4 separate regions of the Mus musculus genome follow, and regions 1, 2 and 3 are each linked to region 4. A link is a contact called in public Hi-C and promoter capture Hi-C data. All regions are on one chromosome and are shown on one strand. Each heading gives the region's core, a stretch centred on a gene start, on an enhancer-like site or on the middle of the called end of the contact. The rest is flanking DNA. Distances are from core to core; before and after follow the strand shown. Region 1 holds the start of Ppm1l (protein phosphatase 1 (formerly 2C)-like). Region 2 holds the start of Smc4 (structural maintenance of chromosomes 4). Region 3 holds the start of Nmd3 (NMD3 ribosome export adaptor). Region 4 holds the start of Tiparp (TCDD-inducible poly(ADP-ribose) polymerase).

What was found. Promoter capture Hi-C pulls out the DNA fragments that hold promoters and counts their contacts. A called contact is a pair of places that touch in the nucleus more often than the background predicts.
Region 1: a contact with region 4 is called in a promoter capture Hi-C map of pre-B cells, with 4 times the contacts expected there. The contact joins the promoter of Ppm1l here to the promoter of Tiparp in region 4. A contact is called at or near these places in 1 of 39 promoter capture datasets (pre-B cells) and 1 of 484 Hi-C or Micro-C datasets (CD4 T cells).
Region 2: a contact with region 4 is called in a promoter capture Hi-C map of pre-B cells. The contact joins the promoter of Smc4 here to the promoter of Tiparp in region 4. A contact is called at or near these places in 1 of 39 promoter capture datasets (pre-B cells) and 1 of 484 Hi-C or Micro-C datasets (embryonic stem cells).
Region 3: a contact with region 4 is called in a Hi-C map of CD8 T cells, with 8 times the contacts expected there. The contact joins the promoter of Nmd3 here to the promoter of Tiparp in region 4.

The regions. Positions count from the first base shown.
Region 1 is chr3:69,315,321-69,318,425 of GRCm38.p6, forward strand. It overlaps Ppm1l (protein phosphatase 1 (formerly 2C)-like), which reads left to right and starts at 1,598. Exons shown (of 4, transcript NM_178726.3): 1 at 1,598-2,645. The coding sequence starts at 2,247.
Region 2 is chr3:69,003,402-69,006,162 of GRCm38.p6, forward strand. It overlaps Smc4 (structural maintenance of chromosomes 4), which reads left to right and starts at 1,337. Exons shown (of 24, transcript NM_133786.4): 1 at 1,337-1,689; 2 at 2,675-2,761. The coding sequence starts at 2,680. Ift80 (intraflagellar transport 80) reads right to left here and starts at 1,169. Exons shown (of 20, transcript NM_026641.2): 1 at 1,031-1,169.
Region 3 is chr3:69,720,294-69,723,306 of GRCm38.p6, forward strand. It overlaps Nmd3 (NMD3 ribosome export adaptor), which reads left to right and starts at 1,762. Exons shown (of 16, transcript NM_133787.2): 1 at 1,762-1,829; 2 at 2,116-2,173. The coding sequence starts at 2,130.
Region 4 is chr3:65,526,823-65,529,933 of GRCm38.p6, forward strand. It overlaps Tiparp (TCDD-inducible poly(ADP-ribose) polymerase), which reads left to right and starts at 1,625. Exons shown (of 6, transcript NM_178892.5): 1 at 1,625-1,810. 4931440P22Rik (RIKEN cDNA 4931440P22 gene) reads right to left here and starts at 2,592. Exons shown (of 2, transcript NR_027955.1): 1 at 2,415-2,592; 2 at 661-2,343.

The DNA.
Region 1 (3,105 bases), core at 348-2,847, 3.8 Mb after region 4:
CTTATCAGTTTATCTACAAACTGTTTGTTGGAGGAGACAAAATTGTATGGACAAAAGTACTAATATACCTCAAATCTGCTAAGTTATTACAGTAAGAAATAATTACAATTGTCCTAACAATACCTAGACATTCTCTCTAGCTACAGTTCTTAGAGGAGTTTTCTTTTATTATCTGATTTTGGAACCTCTTGAATGTTGAATGAAATGACCCATTTTCATATTTTCTCGATCAGGTGGACAATATCGAAAACTATGGCCATAATCATAATTAAAGACATATCCTAGTTTTCAAAAATATACTCTTAACAGTTGCTTATATTCCTTTCCCATCATTCCTACTTATGTTTATATTGTTGGGGTCATATTATTTAAATACTTAAGCATGTTTCTTCTGTTGTTGTTGTTAGGGAAGTCCAGGTTTTTGTAGAAACTTTAGCAGTTACGGAGAATAGACAAAAATCTGGACAAAATGTAAATTGTTTAAAGTTACTTTAGTTGCCAACTGTGAACATTTTGTTATATTTTATTGCAGTAATTATATTTTATATCTTAAGACGGAACTGGGATCAAAAGAAGGCAGAAGTGTTTGGGGGAACACTGGCTGGGAGACTATCAGGATGCCTGACCGTCAGTCCGGTGGGTCAGCACCGTCCTTCGTGGACAGAGGTAGAGAGAAAGAGAAGTTCCTTTTAAAGATTACTTGCTTCATATTCTAGGCGACCAGTCCTTGCCCCAACTTCAAGTTATCCTGCTGAGGTCCACCTTTGCCTACTCAAACTCCTGCCCTCATCTTCGGCAAGGACTGAAGGTGGTTGTCACTTTCAAGGCTCCAGAGGATTTCTAACTTGAACCATAGGCAGAGTAGCTCGCTGAGGGACACTCCAAGCATGTTCCTTATGGATGAGTGGCCACCAGCACAGTCCCAGTCTTCAGAGGCCGGCCCTTCCTGGTCCTCCGGCGTTTGCCATTACACGTCAAGCCTCCGGTTCTGAGATCCCCGGTTCTGCCTTCAGAGAGACATAGCTCTTGCGGTCCGAGTCCAAGTCCTGCCTCTTGGGAGATCCCGGCGGGTCTCTGTGGCAGCTGCCTCGGGTGGCCAAAGTAATCACTCACTTTCGATTTTTGAGACAGGAGAAATGTGTCCCATCTCGCTAGCCCTACGAAAAGTCTGGCGTGGACCGTACCATTGTGTAGCGTGCCGGAGGGGGGGAGGGCTCAGGTACAGCTCCCGGCTCCCCAGCGAGCAGCCGTGCCGCCCAAGAAACCGACGTTCAGTGACCTCACGTCACTATCACATTGTCCCTGGGAGCCGGCCTCCAAGGCAGAATCGACAATCGGCTAGAGCTGGGCGGCTGGATTTGCCGCTCACCCCCCGCGGCTCTCCCCCGACCCGCCTGCTGCCCACGTGCGTCCGCCCCGGCGAGCTCCTTCGGGCCCCCAGCCGGGTGACAGTGTTACGCATCTGGAAGCGCCACTCCCGGGGCGGGGCGGGGCGGGGCGAGCGTGTGCGGGGAGGGGAGGGGCGAGCGCGAGCGGAGCCGGGAGCAGCCGAGCGGAGTCGAGCCGAGCCGAGCCGAGCCGAGCTGAGAGGTGCTGGGGAGAGGCAGGCAGAGCCTGCCGGCGGCTCCGCACCCATCGTGCTGCGTTTCCCAGCTCGGTGTCCCCCTGCCTTTGCCCAGGCACCGGCAAAACTTTTATTGTTTCGGGGACCCCCCCTGGATGTGTGACGAAATCGCAACGCTCCGCTGTCTCGTCCCCCAAGCTCGCCTGCAGCGGCGATCGAGGGAACGTGCAACCCTCGCCGCCGGGCTCTTGCGCCCTGCGCTTCCTCACCTGCCGATCGCTCCCGGGAACCGCGAGGGGGGACCCCTAAAGGGACCGCGCGGGCATCGGCACCCCGAAATCCTCTTCACCGTTGCGGACCGGCTCGGCGCAACTTTAACTTGATTCCTGTCGCCCACCCGGGGCACCCGCGGCGGCCGCCGCCGCCGCCGTCGCTGCGGTCTCACAAAGAGCGCGGGGAGGGAAGGCGGCGCAGGCGGCAGGCACGGGCCTTCGGGCTGCCCAGACAAAAGGGAAACTGCCATCGTTCTGGACGACTGTTCCGAGCGGCCGTGGGTTCGTTCACCCTGTCGGCCCGGGCTGCCTCTCCGCCTTGGTCCCCGCGGGCAGTGCCCGCAGTACTCGGACCCCGCGAGTTGCGGGGCACGCGTCGCTGCTGCTGGTCCGGGCTCTAGGGATAATAAATGATAGAGGATACAATGACTTTGCTGTCTCTGCTGGGTCGCATCATGCGCTACTTCTTACTGAGACCCGAGACGCTTTTCCTGCTGTGCATCAGCTTGGCTCTCTGGAGTTACTTCTTCCACACGGACGAAGTGAAGACCATCGTTAAGTCTAGCCGGGACGCGGTGAAGATGGTGAAGGGCAAGGTGGCCGAGATTATGCAGAACGATCGTCTTGGAGGACTTGATGTGCTGGAGGCCGAGTTTTCCAAGACCTGGGAATTCAAGAGCCATAATGTGGCGGTGTACTCCATCCAGGGCCGGAGAGACCACATGGAAGATCGCTTCGAAGTTCTCACCGATCTAGCCAACAAGACGCACCCGTCCATCTTCGGAATCTTTGATGGGCACGGCGGCGAGGTAGGAGTTCTCTGGGTCTATGTGTGTGTAAATAACCGGGCGTCTCGTGCTTGGCGGGGTCGGATCGGGGTGAGAGGGGCGTGGTAATGACCTGGTGATGACAAGGTGAGTCAAGTTCCCAAGACCCTGCCAAGGAGATCTTGGGTATGAGAGCGTTCACTTTAGCTGAGAGACACGAGAGACACTGGATATTCCGTGCCATTTTAATATAAAGTTCCCAAGGTCAGAAGCCAGTTAATAACTGCTAGTTTTCTGGGAAGAATGAATAGTATATGCAGTGAACTTTGTCACCAGGCCTCAGTGTCCCGGTTCTAGAGTTTGAGGCAGTTAAGGAACGTCGTGTCTTTCGTGTACCCCTAAAAGAAGAAGCCTGCACCAGTTGGATAGACTGGGTGAAGGTGAAGGAAGCTCCGACTTCTATTCGCTTCGCGCTAGGGAAGGACTCCCAGCTGCAACGCTT
Region 2 (2,761 bases), core at 87-2,586, 3.5 Mb after region 4:
ATCACTGAATCTAAGTGTTAGGCATCTCAAAGCCATAATATATTTTAGAACAATGTAAATTCATTCATTAAAGGTTGGTGGGCTGGAGAGATGGCTCAGTAGTGGTTAAGAGCACTGACTGCTCTTCTCTGAAGGTCCTGAGTTCAAATCCCAGCAACCACATGGTAGCTCACAACCATCTGTAATGAGATCTGACACCCTTTTCTGGTGCACCTGAAGACAGCTATAGTATACTTAGATTATAATAATAAATAAATCTTTTTTTTTAAAAAAAAAAGGTTTATTGGTGCTCTAAAATGCCAAACCCTAAATAGGTTGAGGAAAAAAAAAGAGAAAGGCTAACAGCTCTCAATTTAAAAGTTGCTGTATAAATACTTACTGGGGGCAGCGAAATTAATCAGCGGTTCTTTAACATTGGGGAGGATGAGTGATACAGACCGTTTTTCAAAATTATAGGGTCACTAAACATTCAGGAAAACAATGCCAAAACACACAAAACTTGGTATACAATTTTCGGAGAGTCAGAAACTCTGTCCCAACCATCATTATCCTCAAACTCAGGTTAAAAGCCCATTAAGGAAACTAAACCGCTCGGGATTAGGAATTGCCGCATCCATTTAACAACCCTTGCTATTCCTTTCACTGTGTAACAAAGACAAATGCTACTTATGAACTAATTCCCCCATAACGGTAACTAGTTATCACCAGCGAATCCTTTCTCCCACTAGGAGCCCTGCTGGCCAAATGGTTATTTAAACTCAACACCTTTCAGTAGTGTCACTTACACAAAATAGTTCAAAAATCATTGTTATTCATAAATGGACTACAAGGTTAACTCAATAATCCCGGTTTCCTCGCTTTACCTGTAAACTCCACATCCCAAGATCAACACCCTGGTGGCTGGAAGAAGATGGAAAATAACTGATGCTCCCGCAAAGCTCATCCCATCTAACCAAGAGAAGCTAGGTCTTAATGACCGCTACCGCTTCCAAGCCCTTTCTTCAAAGGCTCTGGAGATGAAGAAATTTACCTCAAGTTCCAGGAAAGCGGTGGCGACTGCTCTCAGAGCTCGAACTAGTTACCAAATAGCCTCCCGACCTTTCCGTCACCATAGTGATTTCTAAGCGCTGCGAGCGTTTCCCCCTGCCATGTTCCCGCGATACTTGCTAGGTGCCAGTCACCCGAGCGGGCTCTTGACCCCGCCCCTAACCGAGCCCGCCCTCTCCCTGGAAGGTGTTATTGGGCAACTTGGACCCGCCTACAATTGTAGGCGGGACCCTGCTTGTTTTGTTTTGTTTTTTTTCCTTCTTTTTCAAATTCCTCCAGTTTTTCAAATGCTGTCGTTCTAGAAGTGCGAAACTCTCATTTCTGTTAAAGTCCACAGAAAGGACGTAGCCCTGCTTGCTCTCCCTTCCCAGTCGTAACTTGGCCCTCGGCGCCACGGTCCCTGGGGTAGAGCCCGCGCATGCGCCCGAACGGCCCGAAGATGGCGGTGGGACTCGCCGCACTTTTTTTCAAATTCGCGGGTCCCAGAAACCCTTGCGCGCGTTTGTAACGAATTTCCGTTCGAGTTTGGATTTTAGGCGCCATTTTCGAGTGAAGGACCCGGAGCCGAGACACCGGGAGGAGCGAGGCGGGGGGTCGGCCGTGCCACCATTTCAGCCCGGCTCGGAGTGGACCCGCCGACAGGTGAAGTCCTTCTCTTCTAGATCAGGTTGTCACACTTTCTCCTCCCTGCCCCGCGGGCGCCCGCAACCCCAAGGCCTGGAGCTGGAGCGGCGGAGGCGGCTCGGCGAGCTCCCGTGCCTGTCACCCCTCCCCCTCGGCGGCCGGGCGGCGGCTCCGGCGCCTCTTCCTGGGGGAGGCAGCGAGCCTGGCTCGGCCAGAGCGTCCCCTCCCCCAGGCCGATCCGTCCTGTCTCCTAAGGGGACTGCAGCCCCACTCAGAGCCTCTCCTGGGCACTTGGCATGGCTTACACTGTCGTCCATCGGGACTCCGCCCCGGACCCGGGAGGGTTAGACCCCCTACTATCCCGGAAAGTGACCCAACCCAAGCAGACGCTGCCAGAGTCCAGTTCAGCAGTGTGTGGCGGGTGACTCCGGCTTCGGCCATCCTCTCCGCTGGGGCGATGAGGAAAAGAGACCTGGACTTCTCCGAGGGCCGTCCGGGCGTCAGGACCTAAATGGCGGGGAGAAGGGAGGGGGTTGACAAGTCGCCCGGGCAGGCAGGCGCTGCTGCTCTGGAGAGTAGCCACGCAGCCCCGAAGCTGGACGAACTTGTCTCTCTCTCTCTCTCCCACTCTGTACCTCTCTCCCTCCCTCCCCGATTCCGAGCACATTCACTCCCCAGCCCCGACGGGAGGAGACTTGTCAGCAGACGTCCTTCTCTTATGAGATGGTTCCACAGGGGCGGGGGTGGCCTGAGCGAATTCCTCCGTCCTGGGCGCGATGGCAGGCGCGGCTATGTTTCCCCACGTAGCTGGGGCGTGGGAAAACCCGTCCCGCCCGGTTGCCACTGCTGGGTTCCTAGTAGCCACTTTCCTAGGGACCCGCTACTGGCTAGCGGCGTTGGGGAACGCGGTGGCGGGGTGGGTCCTGGGCGGAGCCCGTCCTGCTGCTGCGGGGCCTGAGCGGCGAGCTGCGGGCCGACCTGACTCGGGACTCTTCTGCCGCAGCCACCATGCGGCGTAAGGGCACCAAGCCCTCCACTGCCTGCCACCAGGAGGAAGGGCCGCCGCCCTCCCAGGACGGTGCCCACAGCG
Region 3 (3,013 bases), core at 512-3,011, 4.2 Mb after region 4:
GTTCATTTATGAATAATAAATAACTGCCCCTTAGCTATAACTTTCAAATATGAACTTCATGCCCAATCCAAAAAGGAAATCCTCCCACTTCTATTTGATAAGATGAATTCAAATTTAAACCCTCTTCATTGGGGAACAAAGACCCTCTACTGTCATAGGGTCCTGGAGTCCAATTAGAGTCATTAGCCTAAATTGGAATAGTGTGATCCTCTAGATATGCCACTTGGCTAAAGGCAGGCTTAGTAAGAAAAATTCTTTGCCTCATTTACCTGAATAGTGCCGACGGTTAATATGAGTGCAGGAGCCCACAGAAGATAGAGGCATCCCCCTGGAGTTGAAGTTATAAGCCATTCAAAGATGATAATACGGATGCTGGGTACTGAACTCTAGTGTTTTGCAAGAATAATAGTATGGACTACTGAGCCATCTCTTCAGACCACTTTCCCCTCTTTATGCAGGTGCTGGGTATCCAACTCAGATCCTCGAGCCTGCATGGCAAGCACCTTACTGACTCAGCCATCTCCCCAGCCTCCAACGCTAAGGCTTCTATTGGAGTTCTTAGGACTCTCATGTATAGAATCATAGCATCTGCAAATAAGAATATTTTGGTTTCTCCCTTTCTTATTTGTATTCCCTTTATTATTTCCCTTGTCTTACAGCCCTAGCTAAAAACTTCCAACACTCTATTAAAAGTGGAGAACATAAACACCCTTGTCTGTTTTAGTAGAAATTAGGCATATCTTTAAAAAACAAGTAACTAAAGTTTATACTGTAGTTACATTTCCATGTTCATTATAAATGTCTTATAAAACACAGATGATTGTGTGGAGCTGGAAAGGTGGTGGCTCAGCAGTTAAGAACATCTGCTACTCTCTCCCAGGACCAGAAGAGCTTGGTTCTCAGCCTCTGTGTTGGGCAGTTTCAAACCACCTGTAACTCCAGCTCCGGGGCGTCTGACACCTCTTCGGACCTTAGAAATGCTAGGGTCTTCCTTTTGACATCAGTTTCGGTTACAGTTGCGGATTTACCTGTTTTCATCTATTTTGTGGATCCACTTCTGAGAAAAATATGTTTCAGATGATTTCTTTAAGAATAATACTTTTCTTTAATGAAAAACATTTTATATTTTCTGCTTACTATTAAAAGTACAGTGTTTGCAATATAATAGAGAGTTTTCAGTTTTTCTTTCTTTTCTTTTTCTTTTTGCATCAACTGTTTAGTAAACAGCGATTCGATACTCTTAAGTTGTCCATGGTGATATTTACAGTGGCCATGTTTCTTTAGAAAGATCCATGTATTTTATGTATTTGAGTGTTTGGCCCGCATGAATATATATGCACCAAGTTTGTGGTTGGTGGCCTCAGAGTTAAGAGGGCGGCAGATCCTCTCCAAATGGAACTCTAGACGTCAGTGAGCCCACCCTGTGAGTGCTGGGAATTGAACCCAGGTCCTTTGTAAGAACAACTGCTTTTAACTGCTGAGCCCTCTCCCCAGGAGCTGAGAAGTGCATTTTAAAGATACGGGGGCGGGTGGAACGGTGAGCCTATCACAGACACCAAACTGTTGTAATCACTGTCCCGAGCCTGCTCAGCTCGCCCGGTCTCCCGTATCCCCACCCACTCACTCCATAGGCCCCGCCCCTTGCTACACGTGTATTCTTTGACCCCGCCCACCCGTCCCCTTCTCCCGCACCCTTCAGCACGCGGGATTTCCGGTTCTCCTATCGCGAGATCTTCGTAGGTGTGTAGCGCGGCTGAGGTAGCCGGTAGTGCGTCCTGGCCGGCGGGTTGCCCGCTGTGGGTGTATTTCGCCCTGTCACGGAGCTGCTGGTAGGTTCTGGGTGGGAGACCCGGCTCCTGCGCCAACAGCGGCCAGACGAGGGAGCGAGCCGGGCCCTGTACCCGGGCTGCGAGCGGCCCGCACGGGCGCCGGGGCGTGGGTGTGGGGCCGAGGCCGGCCGCATGCGGAGCCGCGGCGCGGAGGAGGGCGGAAGGGCCGTGCTGGGCGGCGGCTCGCGACCCCCGGGCTTGTGTGCCGCACGCATGGCTGTCCCCGAACTCAGGAGACTCGACCTGATGGATCCAAGTCTCACCGGTCCTTCCCTCCCCTTGATAGGTCGCGCGCGAACCATGGAGTACATGGCAGAGTCCATTGAGCACAGCCCGGGACACATGTGAGTTGCGAGCCCGCCCTGATCGATCCCTTGGCGTCTGCAGATCGTAAAATACCGAGAAAACGGTTAACGCTAGCAGGAGAGGTCCTTTTCTCGGTGGGAGAAAACGGTTGGGTCTTGATCGCATAGGAAGTCTACCCCATTTTAAGTCCGGTGTAGAAAAAAATGAGTGCTTTGAGAAGACGTCCTCCTAGAGGGGCACGAGTGGACGTGTACGGTTGTCACCCGGCTCCTCTGTCGTGCTAGCCACATGGTATGCGGTGCTCACGTGCAGCTAGTGGCCACCACTGGAAGATTATCTTAGTTTTCTTTGGGCAGCCGTGGGCCACGGTGGCGGAGGTTCACAGACTTTTTCTGCTGTTTCGTTGAAATCTTACTTTCGATGGAGCCAGTCCTGTTAGATTGGCCCTGGAATTCACTCTGTAGCCACGGCTGACCTTGAGAGCCTTGTCCCTTCAGCCTTAGCCTCCCAAGTGCTGCGATTATGTCAGGCCTGCTTCACAAAATTTTTCTGCCTCCAGTACACTATAGAGTTATACTCCTGTAGCTTAGAGCATCGGTAGGCATAGGTGCTCTTCTTGTCCTGTATTTTTGTCTATTTCTCCTTTTAAAAATTACTTTGTAACATAAAATACAGGGTTTCATTATATTTTCATGTATATAGGAGGGTCCGCATATTTAACATTGTACAGCGTTCATATTTACCCTACCATTGATCTTCCTTAACCCTCCTACCCCCTCACAGGTCCCTTTCCTTTCCTTAATAATCTCCTTTCTGTTTTCATGGAATACGTACATTTTCCTTTACTGTTCATTGTGGGTCCCTGTAAAGGGGGCCTG
Region 4 (3,111 bases), core at 375-2,874:
AGCTGTACAGATGAGCTACTGGCACTCTGTCCTGGTGGAATTCCTGAGCAAAGAGCCCGGGATCATGAACAAATCAGTTATGGTTTTAAATAGCTATATTTGGGGGTGATTTGTACATAGCAGTAACTGAAACAGTACTGAAAGTATAAAGAATGTATAAAAAAATTGTTGGAAGAGAATGGAATTTTAAAAGTAGCACGAAAGCAAATTGAACAAACAAAATAGATGAGAGAAAAAAATACGTAGTAAAATGATAGATTTAACCCCAAATATAGTATGTTCAACCGGAGACATGAGGGCTGCATGTGTGTGTCCCAGGATTAAGTTTGGATGCAACCCAACATAAAACCATAAATTTACTTAAAACATTGTTTTTGCAAATATTTTTGGTAATCATTAAGTTAGTAGGTAAAGTTGGGACAGTTTTAAAACGTTGGAAATACTGCAATCTTATTATAGTTTTTTAAAAATAGTTTAATTTTGCTTATATACTAGTCTTTGAATTCTGTCCCAACCTTTCCACTTTAGTCTGAGGGCCTTTACTTGATGCAATTTGAAACAACACTGCTGGGTGATCATTAATCTGGGTTAGCAGTGCCATAAAACTTGGGAACCACAGCCTCTGCTTAGCCTGTTTTTCCAGGATCCCCTTTTTTTTTTTTTTGAATAAGTACGATCTTTTAATTTTTTTTCTTAAATTCGGATTATACAAATTTAATGTTTATTTCCAACTAAAAAAACAACAACAACAAAAAGCTATTGAATACATGAAGTTACAATCCAGATGCCAGTTTCATGTATATTTTTGAGGTTAACTCTCGGTTCCCTAAGTCTCTATGAGTGCAGGGCGTGGGGTCTGGGTGATGAAGGTCGTAGTTCTAAACCTAGTACACGCTCGGCGCGGAAGAGGCGCTCTGACTTGTTAAATGAATTAGTCACTACGTGATCCGTGGGCTGCAAAACACGCGCATAGGCATCTCTATTGTCAAAACCCTAACATTGGCTTCCCCTAGCGGAGGCTGTCCGGGAACAGGCGGCGGGGCGGGCTCAGCCTTCCCGCCCGTACGGCGCGGGGCCGGCGACCCCGTCTGGAGGCAGCGGCGGAGGCGGCCACTCGCTTCCCCCTCGGGATCTGGAGGCGTCTTGAAAGGAGGCAGATAAACAAAGGCAACCGCACCGAAACCGGCCGTTCCGTCTCACAGCCTCTCTCACATCGCGTGCCCGGGTGTCCGCGGAACACGGTGACCCTGCATCTGTCCGCAGGCAGGTGGAGTCCGCCCCACGCGGCGCGCGCCTCCTCTCCTCGCAGGCTCACGGGGGGTGGGAGGTAGCCTCCCCGGCCTCGCGAACCGTCAGAGCCTCGGGGACCCTCGGCCGCTCGCGAGCGGACACTCCCCTCCCTCCTCCTCCTCCTCCCCGGAGCGCCGAGCCGCCGCGCGCCCCTCCGTCCGGAGCACGCGCACGGGAGGCGGGGCCCCAGCTTCCCGGCACTCACTGATCGCCCGGCCCCCTCACCCCACCCCACCCCCTCTCGGCCCCGAAGCTCCTCCCTCCCCGAAGACGAGCCGGCCCGGGGGAGGAGACCGGAAGCCACTTAAAGCAGAGCTGGAGCTGACAGGCGAGCGAGCTGGAGCCTCGAGAGCAGTTGCGGCTTTCAGCGCTCAGGTCCGCGGAATGGCCCGCGCGCCGCTCGCCGCGTCGGCCGCCCACGACCCCTAGACACCGGCCCTCGTCCTCGGCTCGGACCGCTGGCGCAGAGGCGGCCCTCCACGCCGCGCCTGGGCTGCGTTCGAAGGGCGGCTTGCCTGAGGTAAAAGGGGCTGGGGGGTGGGCAGCGAGCGGCGGAGGGACCCCCAGCGGGATGGCGGGCGCCAGCCTCGCCGCCCCGAGTCCCCGTCGGGACAGCGGCGGATCCCTAGACTGCCCGGGAGAGCTGAATGCGCTCGCGTCCGTCGGTGGCGGGGTGGGATCGGGTTCAGCGCCGGGAGCTGGGCAGGTGGATAGATGGACTGGCGCCGCAGGGCTTGCGGGGCCGCCCGCGACTCCTCTCGGGGGGTTGCAGCCGGGGCAGCCCCTGCGGGAGGGCTCGGCGCTGCGGGAGCGTTCCGGCCGGCGCGCGTTCCGGGCTGCAGCCCAGAAGTTTGCAGGCTGTGTTCGAGTTAACTTTGAGTGCCGCACCGGTTCCCCTTCCTTTTCCCCGCCACCCGGAGTGTCCGCTGCGGCTCGGCCCTGCAAGCTCCGGGACTCGCCAGCCGGTCCTCGGGAAGGAGGCAGGGCCGGGGTGGGGGGGAATTCATTGTGGACTCGCCTTGAGTGGCTTCGGGGAGGCGGGGAGGTCGGGTCCTGAGGAAGGTGGGCCGGGAGTGAGGGGGCGCCCGGGTCCCTGAGGACAAGGTGAGGGCGGGGATGCTCACCCTCTCGGCGAAGTGCGGAGCCCGGTGGAACGGGCGCGGCGGGAGGTCGTGGCTGCGCGGAGCGCGGCCGGCAGGAGGCGTCGCTCGGACCCGGGCGTCTCACTCCTTGGCTGTTTGGAGCCGGCGGTTTCCATGGAAGGTGTGACCAGCTCGTGGTGCCAGACGACCGGGGCGTCACGAGGTGAAGGGTGGCGCGATTGGGTTGCCCGCTGCGGGCGACCGGAGGAAACGACCTTCCAATCTTTTTATTTTTCTGTTATGCAAACTAATTGAGGAACTGGTGGCTTCCGCACTCCACTCCTCTGCTTCCTAGTTGAGTTTCCGAGTTTGGTGGAGGGGCAGTAAGAGGAAAAGTTGTGTGCGTGCGAGTGTGTGTGTGCGTGCGTGCGTGCGTGCATGTGCGTGTGCAGAAGTATAAATAAAATCGCTTTAGTATTTTGCCTGGATTGGTGTGATAGGAGGGGATAGTGTGCGTGCGTAGGGGAAGGCACAGGCGGGTTAGATACGGAGAGGGAATACCACAATCTGTGCCAACTGAGCCTTGAGGCAAGAGCACCGAATGATGAATAATAACGCCTGGCTTGGCTGCTTTCCAGTTATTTATGTCTCATGTCAGATCCCTCCTTCGTGAGGCTTTCTCTAACAATGCCAGCTCATACTGAACTCAAATATTTATTTATTTAAAATAAATAAATCT